Linked DNA regions of Oryctolagus cuniculus: region 1 is linked to region 2. A link is a contact called in public Micro-C data. All regions are on one chromosome and are shown on one strand. Each heading gives the region's core, a stretch centred on a gene start, on an enhancer-like site or on the middle of the called end of the contact. The rest is flanking DNA. Distances are from core to core; before and after follow the strand shown.

Region 1 (5,392 bases), core at 1,275-3,774, 35 kb after region 2:
AGTCCTGACCCCGGAGGAGCTGCTGTACCGGGTGAGCAGGGCCTGCTCTGCCAGCCCCTAAACCTGCCCGGGCTGGCCCGTGTCACCTGAGTGACAGCTGTGCCCCTGTAGGCCGTGCAGTCCGTGAACGTGACTCACGATGCAGCACACGTGCAAATGGACGTCAAGCTCCGCTCGCTGATCTGTGTGGGGCTGAAGTGAGTGTAGACGGGGTGGGTTCGGGGCTGGAGGAGTCCCAGAGAGCAGTGGTCCTGCCCAGCCCAGGCTCCTCAGGGACCCTCAGGTCCTCAGGGCCCTGCCTGCCCCCAGCGAGCAGGTGCTGCACCTGTGGTTGGAGGTGCTGTGCTCCAGCCTGCCCACGGTGGAGAAGTGGTACCAGCCCTGGTCCTTCCTGCGCAGCCCTGGCTGGGTTCAGATCAAGTGTGAGCTCCGGTGAGGGCCTGGCTGCGGGCGGGGGCGGGGGCAGGGGGCAGTCAGCGCTGACTGAGGGTGACGAGCGCCTCCCCCCCTCTGCCCAGTGTGCTCTGCTGCTTTGCCTTCAGCCTCTCTCAGGACTGGGAGCTCCCTGCCAAGAGAGAGGTGGGTGAGGTGGGCCCCGGAGGACCCTGGGTTGCTGGCGCCCACGCCCGGCTCCTGCCGCGGTGACAGGGCTGTCCTGTGCCCAGGAGGAGAAGCAGCCCCTGAAAGAGGGCGTCCAGGACATGCTGGTGAAGCACCACCTTTTCAGCTGGGACATAGACGGGTGACGCGCTGCTCCGGCTACGCTGCGGTGCCCAGGCCGCCTCAACCCGCGCACGACCCGAGCAGCCCCTCCCTCAAACAGGAAGTGCGTCACCACCCTGGCCAGTGGCAGGCCTGCAGTGGGACAGGGTCTGAAGTGGCCCAGGACGGGAGAAGCTCCCAAGCCCTGGCCTTCCCAGGGTTGCTGGGGGCAGACGAGAGGTGGGTGGGTGCCTGGCTCAGTGCTTGCCTGCAAGCCCCAGCGACCGCCGGTACTAACCAGAAACCTCGAGGGGAGCTGTGGTCCCTGTGCTCAGGAAGGGGCGGGGCGGGGTGGCGGCTGCGGTTTGTAAATAAATCGTGTGTGAGAATGTGCCTCCCAGCTGGTGTCCAGCCGGCGCCCTGCGCTCCTAGGAACTGCGTCAGGACCCTGCCACCTGCTGGACGCTCCTGTGGGACGCCAGGACCTGGCGCTGAGCTGAGGAAGACGCAGACAAGCGGGTGTTTTTGCTTTTATTTTAAAGTTCACACGGCTCCCCCCACCCATCCCAGCACAGGTTTTGGTGATGCCACCCCCACCCCCTACGGATCAGGCCCGAATGTGAGGTCAGTGGCCCCAGGGCTCCAGGAGGGGCCACCACTTGGCACCCAACGGGGAGTCGAGCCCAAGGTCCCTCCTCCCCCAGGGCTGCTGTTGGCTGCAGTGAGGCAACGGGGACGGAATGTGGGCGGGTGGGGAGCTGCTGGCCGGAGCCTGGGAGCGCCTCTGCTCTCATGGCACTGACGGGGAGCCAGGCAGCAGGGGGTGGCAGAGGCATGGCCAACACACGTGATGGGTGGGCCTGGGCACCAGCACCCCGACATGGCACACCCTGGGGGAGCCCTGCATCCAGGCCCTTCTGTGAGAGGGGGAGGGGAGCTGCACCTCTGGCCGCCCCGTGTGTGTAGATATGTATGTCGGTATATAGTAGAGGTATATACACCTGTACAGGAAGCCTTCGCCGTCAGCCTCTGGTTACACCACACCAAGACACCAAAAAAGCAGGCCTGGGGAGGGGCAAGAGAACAGGTTCACTCATGGACCCGCCTCCTGGCTGGGCCTCCCCTGCCTTAGCCAAGCTTCAGCCAGAGACCGTGCACCTCTGACCTCAAAAAAGGTCAAATAGCCCTGGCCCCGTCCGGGCCTCTAACGCCCGACTGTGGGACCCACTGTGGGCGGCTTCGCCCTCCCCTGCCCTGGTGAGCCTCAGCTCCCGGGGAAGGGGGAGGGGACTGATTGTCGAGACTCGGCCACGGGGAGAGCGCCACGCTGCTCATAGTTCTGTGGCCGCCCGGCTTCCAGCCCGTCTCCAACCCGTGTCTGGAGTCAGAGCTACAAGCAGGAATCCCAGTGTAACTGCAAGTCGTGGCCATCGAGGAAGTCTGTGGAAAAGAGGCTGGGGGCTGCCGTGCTGAGGGGGGCCAGGCTGAGCACAGGACCCCCTGACAGCTCCAGCCAGTCCATGCTGTCCAGGTGGCCGTCGGCCAGGTCCAGGCCCGCGCTGCTGCTGGGCTCAGGGGCAAAGTGCAATTCCGAGGTGTCCATGGGCGACGGGGGGTGGTCCAGGATGGCAGAGCTGCTCAGCATCTGGCTGTGCAGGTCGTCGATGAGGGACAAGGGCTCTGGCCCTTCCGGCCCGCCCGGCAGCAGGGGCAGCCCGGTGCTGCTCTCCAGGAAGTCCTCCAGGCGCCCGGGCAGGGCAGGGGAGCCCGGGGCGGGCGGGGCAGCCTGGGGGAGCTCAGCAGAGGGCGAGGGCTGGGTGGCTGGTGGGGACCCGCAGGCTGCTGTCGCGGGCGGCTTCTCCTTCCCCGCCAGGGCTGGCGGTTCCTTGAAATCTGCTGAGATCTCTGCCGGTCGAGACAGGGAGAGGGTGTCAGAGACCCAGAGAAAGCAGACCCTTCCCTCGCTCCCGCGCTGCACACGATGAAACAGCCAAGGACAGACACTGCCCACACCCCTGAGCGCAGGCCAGACCCAGTGAGTCAGGATGGCGAGAGGGGGAAGCCACCCCCGCGCTGCTGTGAGGTGGGGACCGCCATCGTGGAAGGCAGTGCAGGGCGCAGCTTGCTCAGCAGTTCCCTTGCAGGGTACACGGGCGTCCCCTGGCGGACAGACATGGACCGCCGAGTAAGCCAGCCACCGAAGACGTCCACAGCCGTCCACGGCACAGAGGGAAGAATGGCAGCCGCCGAGGGCTGTGGGAGGAGGGGAGGGGCTCCTGGTCAGAAAGCTGCGTGTCTTAGTTCGGGAGAAGGGAAACGTCTTAGAAACGGACAGCACAGCACTGTGGGCTTAATGCCACGAAATTAAGTACATTTAAAAATGGTTCGAATGGCCAATTTTGTCATCCAGACTTTACAATTAAAAAAAAAGACGCAGAGCCGAGCTTAGCTCCCTGCCTGGCCGGCCCGCTCCCCTCTGCTCCTGCAGGGCCGCCTCCTAGTGGCTGGCAGGACAAGCAGACCCTGCCTCTCCCACAGGGCAGGGGTGCTCAGCGCCTGAGGCGTGTGGGTCACACCCCGGAAAGGCTCTGGGCAGCTCAAAAGCCACTCAGGAGGGCTGCCGTCGGGTGAAGCTGCTGCTCGGGGCGCCCAGAGCCCACCCTGGAGCACTGGCCCGACTCCGGCTGCTCCACCCCTCGGCCAGCTCCCCGCTAAGCAGCTGGGGAGCAGGGATGATGGCCTGCCACCTTCGCCAGGGACCCAGACGGAGCTCGCTTCAGCCTGGCCCAGCCCAGACCTTACGGCCATTCGGGGCGTGCGCCAGTGGATGGAAGATCTCACCCCTTCCCTCCTACTCTCAAATTCATCTCTTTTTTTCTCCAAATATTTATCTGTTCCTTTGAAAGCTACAGAGAAACAGAGATGCAAAAAGATCTTTCATCCGCTGGTTCACTCCCCAAATGGCCGTAACGTCTGGGCTGGGCCAGGCCAAAGCTGGGAGCCTCTTCAGGCCTCCCATGTAAATGAATCTTTGCGCTGCGGCTGGCGCACTGTGCTGATCCGAAGGCAGGAGCCAGGTGCTTCTGCTGGTCTCCCATGGGGTGCAGGGCCCAAGCACTTGGGCCATCCTCCACTGCACTCCCTGGCCACAGCAGAGAGCTGGCCTGGAAGAGGGGCAACCGGGACAGAATCCGGCGCCCCGACTGGGACTAGAACCCGGTGTGCCAGCGCCGCTAGGCAGAGGATTAGCCTAGTGAGCTGCGGTGCCAGCTGTAAATGAATCTTAAAAACACAGTCATACAGCTGGCACTGTGGCGAAGTGAGTAAAGCCGCCACCTGCATCAGTTCGAGTCCCAGCTGCTCCACTTTGGATCCAGCTCCCTGCTATGGCCTGAGAAAGTAGTAGAAGATGGCCCAAGTGCTTGGGCCCCTACACCCACATGGGAAGAAGCTGCTGGCTCCTGGCTGTTGAGGCTGTCTGGGGAGTGAACCAGCGGATGAAAGACTCCTCTCTCCCATAATAAATCTTAGGAACACACACACACACACACACACAGTCACCCTTGCAAAGGGTGGTTCCACAGCTGAACTGCTTTACCTGCTCGGGCTTCCTGCCTATGACCACCAAGGACAGCCCCACAAGGCCCGCCCAGCACTGGGCCCTCAGAGCGCGTGGAGGTCCCTAAACCGCTAAAGGGGTCCCGTCGGCCCACACCCCTGCGTCTCCACCCTGCACCTGCCCCAGAGCACTCCCCACCCCTTTCCAGTCCTCCAGCCCCAACTCTGTGCTCGCAACTCACTCCTGATGACCTGGCCTTCACGTCTGGACACCCAGGGCTCCGGGAGCCCGCACGCACCTGACTGCCCACGCGCGTCTCCGTCCCAGCCCTGCAGTCAGCCCACCTGCTCTCCCTCACCACACCCAGGCTCTCTCCAAACCGGGCAGGCTCAGCCCCTTAGCACAGCACCGCTGCCTCCAGCCCAGGCGCCTGCCTCCCCACGGTCCCCATGGTCGCCTCCCAGCACACAGCTCCGTCTCCACTGCAGACCAGGAGCCCACACTGGAGCAGCCCAAATGCCCCAGCCACACCCTGGCTCCCATGCTCCGCCCAGGACCTCGGACGTCCTCCTCCCACTGGCCCTGCGCCCCGAGCTCCTGACACTGTGGCCCCAACATTGGCTACGCTGACACTTCAGGTGACAGCTTTGCTTCCTGTACCTGGGGTTCACGTCCCCACCTGGCAAACATGTCTGCCCGTGGATCTGTCCCAGGCCTCAGGAGCCAGAGGCACCGCGCACCAGGTGCTCCGTCCAAACGGGGAAGGCCTGCCACCCACCAAGCGTTCAAGAGTTGAACCGCCGCCCCCACCTCAGGCTGCAGACAAGCTACGCACAGAGGGGCCGCGGGCCTGGCCCTTACCTCCGCTCTGAATAAGAATGTCAAACAGGTCGTCCATATGCTGGCTGGAGGAGCCGTTCTCCTGGGGATGGACAGAGACAGGATGAACGTGGACAGAAGCCCCGGCCCCTCCTTCCACAGAGACTGCGGAGCCCTCCCTGCGCTCAGCCCGCTGGAGGCCCGGGCGTTCCTGCCCGGTGGAGGACACAGGCCAGCCTCCCCCACCCCGTGCTCTGCCGGGGGGCCGGGCCCAGTACCTTCACCTGCTGTTTGGGCTGCTGGTTCACAGCT
Region 2 (6,156 bases), core at 1,255-3,754:
AGCTGAGGCAGTGATAATGCAGCTTTCACACCCAACCTGCCACAGGGTCCATGGTTTTCATGACCTTTCTGAAGTGATTCTCATATCACTTTGTTGTTTGTTTGTTTGTTTGTTTTGACAGGCAGAGTGGACAGTGAGAGAGAGAGAGACAGAGAGAAAGGTCTTCCTTTGCCGTTGGTTCACCCTCCAATGGCCACCGTGGCCAGCGCTGCGGCCGGCGCACCGCGCTGATCTGAAGCCAGGAGCCAGGTGCTTCTCCTGGTCTCCCATGGGGTGCAGGGCCCAAGCACCTGGGCCATCCTCCACTGCACTCCCTGGCCACAGCAGAGAGCTGGCCTGGAAGAGGGGCAACCGGGACAGAATCCGGCACCCCGACCGGGACTAGAACCCGGTGTGCTGATGCTGCAAGGCGGAGGATTAGCCTAGTGAGCCGCAGCGCTGGCATCATATCACTTTGTTTTATGTATTTAAAAAAAAGATTATTTATTTGGAAGAGTTGCAGAGAGAGAGAGAGGTCTTCCATCTGCTGGTTCACTCTAAATGGCCACAGTGGCTGGAGCTGAGCCGATCTGGAGCCAGGAGCTTCTTTCCGGATCTCCTACGTGGTGCAGGGGCCCAAGCACTTGGGCCATCCTCCACTGCACTCCCGGGCCACAGCAGAGAGCTGGACTGGAAGAGGAACAACCGGGACTAGAACCGGCGCCCATATGGGATGCCGGCACCACAGGCAGAGGATTAACCAAGTGAGCCCCATCAAGAGCCTTTCTTCCTAGAAAAGCCTTGTTAATCGAGCCTCAGATTCTGCCTGCCTTTGTTGGTTCTGCAAATTCATTTTTTTTTTTTTTTTAGTTTTTATTTATTTATTTGAGAGGTAGAGTTACAGAGAGAAGGAGAGACAGAAAGTCTTCCATGCGCTGGTTCACTGCCCAGATGGCCACAGCGGCCGGAGCTGAGCCCATCCGTAGCCAGGAGTCAGGAGTCTCCTCAGGTCTAACGTGGGTGCAGGGGCCCAAGCACTTGGGCCATCCTCTGCTGCCTTCCCAGGCCATTAGCAGAGAGCTGCATCAGAAGTGGAGCAGCCGGGACTCGAACCGGCATCCATATGGGATACTGGCACTGCAGATGGCAGCTTTACCCACCATGCCCCAGTGCTGGCCCCTGAATGTGCATATTCTTAAGCAGCATTTACCAAGAAAAAGTTTCATACAACTGTTAGCCTATAGCTTTAAAAAAGTTTATTTATTTGAAAGGCAGGGTGACATGGAGGAGGGATCTTCACGTGCTGGTTCACGCCCCAAGTGCCTGGGGCTGGGCCAGGACAACACCAGGAGGCAGAAACTCCGTCCAGGTGTCCCACATGACTGGCAGGACTCAAGCACTTGGGCCATCCTTTGTTTCTCCCCGGACTCCTTAGCCGGCAGCTAGATGAGAAGTGGGGGGTGGGGACTGGTTCCCAGGCACCTTGGTGACGGGTTGCAGGTGTCCCGAGTGGTGGTGTGATAACCCGTGTGCCACAGCACCCGCACCCGCCGTTCTTCCAAAGGGAAACAGGCTTTCTTGCCGGTGACCTTCAGACCTGTGCGGTGTTGATCTCTGACAGATCTGGAGTGCCACGCAAGACGCTGGAAGCCGTGCTCCGCGACAGCACCGGCACCCTCGGTTTCCTGCGACATGGGTAGGCAAACAAGAAATGCCACCTGCAGAAGGGGCCTGTGCACCTCGGGGATGGTGTTTCCCCGTGAAGATAAATGGAAGGCAACAACCCCTGCAGGTTGTGAGACGGAGGACAGGACTGCTGCACGCTAAACAGACGAGGTCTCGCCCTGGTGTCTTTTCTTTCTACAGAAGGGACTGGAGGCAGTGCTGTGGCTGGGAAGAAAGACGAACTTGACTTGAGAAATGGGTTCGAGTCTCCGCTCTGGCACTCGGTTTAGCTCTCGGTTTAGCCAGGTCCTCTATGAAGTGCAAGGAACGGGGGCGGGCGCTGGTTGCAGTCCCAGCTGCCCTACTTCCAACCCAGCTCCCTGCTAACGTGCCTGGGAGAGCAGTGGAGGACGGCCCAGGGCTCTGGGCGCCTGCCAGCCCCGTGGGAGACCCAGATGAAGCTGCTGGCTTCCACCTGGCCCAGCCCCGGGCGCTGCAGCCATCTGGGGAGTGGACCAGCGGAGGCAAGACCTCTGTCCTCCCGCAACTCTGCCTTTTTAAAAGTGCGACGGATAAGATTCACCCAGCAAATGGGCGTTGTGAGAGACCCGGTGGGCTGCCCGAGGGCAGCGAGGTCACCGCGCCATACACGCCCCGGGGAGGGCAGTGCCTGGCCGGACTTCACCTTGCGTCTTCACGCCGGCTCCCGCAAGTGAGGACCCTGAATGTCTAGGGACTCAGCACCCAGGGACCGCGGCGGGCCTCTCCCCGACTCCCGGTCCGCCTCCTCCTGCTGTAAGCCCGGCGGCTGCGGCGCTGCCGCTGACCGCTGACCGCCGGCCGCCGGCCGCCCGCGCCAGGGCGCCTACAGCCCCCAGCATGCCCCGCGCCGCCCGCGCGCGCGTGCGCAGAGGCGCCCCTGCGCGCTGACGGAGCGAGCCGAGGAGCCGCGAGGACACGGCGGGGTGGGCGCTGAGGTGGCAGCGGGGCAGGTGAGTGCGGGGCGGCCGAGGCGGGGACCGGCGCCGCACGTCCCCGCCCGGTGCGGCGCGCGGCAGCCTGGGCGGGCGGGCCTGCGGGGTCCGGCCCGGAGCGGCCGAGGCGGGGCCGCAGCCCACGCGCCCCGGCAGCTGGCGGCCGTGTTTCTGGGGCTGCCCCCGGCTGCGGGGACCTTTTTTCCTTTTTCCCCTAAGCGTGGCTGCCTCGGGCACACGGAGGGCCGCAGAGCGTTCCCCGGACTCAGCTCGGGGCGGACGAATGGGTGTCTCCCTCCCCGTCGGGGAAACCGAGGCGTCCGCCGTCCGGAGCACCCGGGCGGGTCGGGCTGGGGTCCGTCTGCGGGTCCGCGCGGCCTTTAGCCTGGGGGTGGGTGGGGGGTGTTTCCAGCCTCAGCGACGGGGACTGGCGGGGCCTCCGGCCGCCGCGAACGCGTGGGGTCGCAGGCTGGTCGATGCTTTTATTTTATTTTATTTTATTTTATTTTATTTTATTTTATTTTATTTTTTGGCGATATTTGGAGATGTTCTGGAATATTTTTTATCCTCCGTTCTTGTTCTTTCTTGTTACAAGTTCCTGGTCAAACTGTGACTCACGGAAACCGAATCTGGGGCTTGCTGGCCGGGAGCTGTGGGAGGGCGGGATTGAGTTTGCGGGCACGAACTCTTCCCGCGGCTTTTCCGCGTCGTCCGTGGCTGCAGCGTGTAGTCACGTCTGTCCACGCTCATTTCCGCTCTCCGCGGTTGATCGCGTCGGCCCCACGCGAAGGTGGGTGCGTGGCTGCCGCGCGTGGCGCTTTTTCATCAGCTCCCTGGGCTTGGTCCGGGCCTGCCCTTTGCAGTCGTAGGGGTGTGTGACGGAGAGGAGAGGGAGGCTCTGCCCTGTAGAAATGGATGGTCGCTGAGCCTGACCGTGACCAGACGCTAGCTAGAAAGGGTAGCAACGGAAACTCCTTCCAGCATGAAGCACGCGCCAGCTGTGGTCTCGGGAACTTGCCAGGGTGGTAGGGAGGGGAAAGACCCCAAGATCAGGGTGAAATGTGGGGTAAGAACTCAGGGGATTGACTTCTCACATGGAGGGAGGGGAAAGACCCCAAGATCAGGGTGAAATGTGGGGAAAGAACTCAGGGGATTGATTTCTCACATGGCCACCTTCCTGGGGCCAGAATGCGTCGCCACTTGGAAGCTTTTAAAACATCTGTCTGTGTTTTCAGTTTTTCCCTGTAGTTCTCTGGGAGGTTCTGGCAGGAGCCCGGAGCCTTGATGATTTCACACCAGTGTCAGGGCTCCTTCTCTAGATGGTCTGTTACTCAGGTGCTGACCTGGGGCGTTTCGCTCGCGGCCATCCTGAGCGTGTGCAGCCTGGCGCGAGGCAGAGGGACTGCCGCGAAGGGTGGCACGCGGGGAAGAAACCAGGATCCTGCGTGTGTGCATCACACACTGCACGCACACTCCGACGGAGCTGCCCTGGGGCACAGGTGTGTGGGAGGAGTCAGGACACCTGTCCAGGTTCTTCCAGTAGTGAGCAGTGACACCGGCCCTGGGTTCATTCCACCTACCGGGCACTGTGGTCGTCAGGGAGCTGGGCATCGTCGTCCGCAGTTTACACGTGTGTAAACGGAACACTGGCTGGTACACTTCCCCTTCAGATGACTGCCACTTCTCCTCCTCCTCTCTAGGTTTTCCTTAAAAAACAGATTATGCCTTTGTCTTCCATTTACCTTAGTTCATTGCAGTCTGGGATCTACCCTCAGCGCTGTTGAAATTGCTTTCATGAACTCCACTCAGCCACTTATTAAATACCTACTGTATTTTTGTTTGTGTACCAACTTCTGAGCTTAAAAAAGGTGGCTGAGATGTGATTGTTGGCTCAGAGGCTTTCAGGGGCTCAGGAGGAGAAGGAAGTGAGTGCATGACGCTACGTTAGCTGATGACAGGACGGGGCAGGCTGAGGGAGGAGCCTTTCCTTGAGAAGGTGACACTGGCTGGGACAGAAAGAAGCCTTCCGTTGTGCTAGACAGCGGTGTTAGGCTTACGTGGCTGTGTGTGTGCTTACAGCAGGTTGAGCCACCACCTGCACTGCTCTGGAGTCCCCTCTGCGCTGCCTCCCGTCCAGCTCCCTGCTGGCGTGTCAGGCAAAGCAGCAGCCCCTGCCACCCCCGTGGGAGACCCAGAGAGGCTCCTGGCTCCCGCCTGGCTCAGCCCTGGCAGTTGTGGCCATTTAAGGGGTGGACCAGGAAGATCTCTCTCTCTCATCCTCTGTAATTCTGCTTCAGATAAATGAAATAAACTTTACAAAATAATAGTCCATAAAAAATTTAGGCTCATTATTTTATAGACACCATGAATGAGGACATTCATGTCTTTCTACTAGGCATAGTTAACTATTAATTGTGTCTTAACATTATGCCTCTCTTCCAGTTAACTGCCTGTTCTTGCTTTTGTAGATGTTTTCCTAAGTATTGTGTATATTTTGTATTTGTGTTTTTCTTTGTGCTAATTATGTGAACTGTTTTGGGAGGTTAACTTTTTTGGAATCAGATCATTCAATGTTTCAATAAGAGTAACATCAGAAATGAGATTGAGAAGACCAATTCAGTTATGAAATGACTTATTCTTAAAAATGGCGTGATTTTCAGTTAGAGCCAAGAGGGTTTGGTTTTGATATTCTTTTCCGACCAAAGTGCCGTGACTGAAGATTTATTTAGTTAGTTGAAAGGCAGAGAGATCTTTCACCTGCTGGTTCACTCTCCAAATAGCCACAGTGGCGAGAGCTGGGCCAGGCCAAAGCTAGGAACAAGGATCTCCTACCTGTTAGCAGGGAACTGGATCAGAAGCGGAGCAGCCAGGACTCGAACTGGTGTCCATATGGGATGCCGGCGCTGCAGGCGGTAGCTTAACCTGCCACACCACAGCTCCGTCCCTTATTCTTAGCTTTTTCTAAGTAGCTGGATAGCCAACATTCTTTTTTTTTTTCTTTTGGTGACAGGCAGAGTTAGACAGAGAGAGAGAGACAGAGAGAAAGGTCTTCCTTCCATTGGTTCACCCCCCAAATGGCTGCCATGGCTGGCGCACTGCACCGATCCAAAGCCAGGAGCCAGGTGCTTCTCCTGGTCTCCCATGGGGTGCAGGGCCCAAGCACTTGGGCCATCCTCCACTGCCTTCCCGGGCCACAGCAGAGAGCTGGACTGGAAGAGGAGCAACCGGGACAGAATCCAGCGCCCTGACCGGGACTAGAACCCGGGGTGCTGACGCCGCAGGCGGAGATCAGCCAAGTGAGCCATGGCGCTGGCCGGATAGCCAGCATTCTAAAGACAGGAAGCGAAAGTCATTTCCCTCTTCTCTTGTTTGAATTTCCTTTGTAAATATTCTTAATTTGTGTGACTTGAGGATAGGGTTAAAGTCCAAATACCACCTTTTTTTTTTTTTAATTATTACCTTTTGGAGACAGTTTAGCAGTTAGGAGTAACAACAGTGAAGGTCAAGTTCTGACTCTACCACTTTAAACCTTGATAAC

The links. A called contact is a pair of places that touch in the nucleus more often than the background predicts.
Region 1: a Micro-C map of ear pinna shows a contact between it and region 2, with 2.4 times the contacts expected there. The contact joins the enhancer-like site here to the promoter of SGSM3 in region 2. A contact is called at or near these places in 3 of 6 Hi-C or Micro-C datasets (ear pinna, skin fibroblasts and an unstated tissue).

Annotation. Positions count from the first base shown.
Region 1 is chr11:116,540,872-116,546,263 of mOryCun1.1, forward strand. MRTFA (myocardin related transcription factor A) reads right to left here. Exons shown (of 14, transcript XM_051834083.2): 12 at 5,359-5,392; 13 at 5,123-5,183; 14 at 1,220-2,607. The coding sequence ends at 2,093. SGSM3 (small G protein signaling modulator 3) reads left to right here. Exons shown (of 22, transcript XM_070052968.1): 18 at 1-31; 19 at 112-197; 20 at 317-432; 21 at 519-579; 22 at 666-1,091. The coding sequence ends at 684. Among named protein-coding and RNA genes, the nearest start is that of SGSM3, 35 kb to the left of the region's middle. Within about 2 kb of position 2,525, at least 1 of the 8 cell types and tissues checked has an H3K27ac peak or open chromatin away from gene starts, as enhancers often do. A contact at or near this core is called in ear pinna, where this site is marked.
Region 2 is chr11:116,506,050-116,512,205 of mOryCun1.1, forward strand. SGSM3 (small G protein signaling modulator 3) reads left to right here and starts at 2,505. Exons shown (of 22, transcript XM_070052968.1): 1 at 2,505-2,636.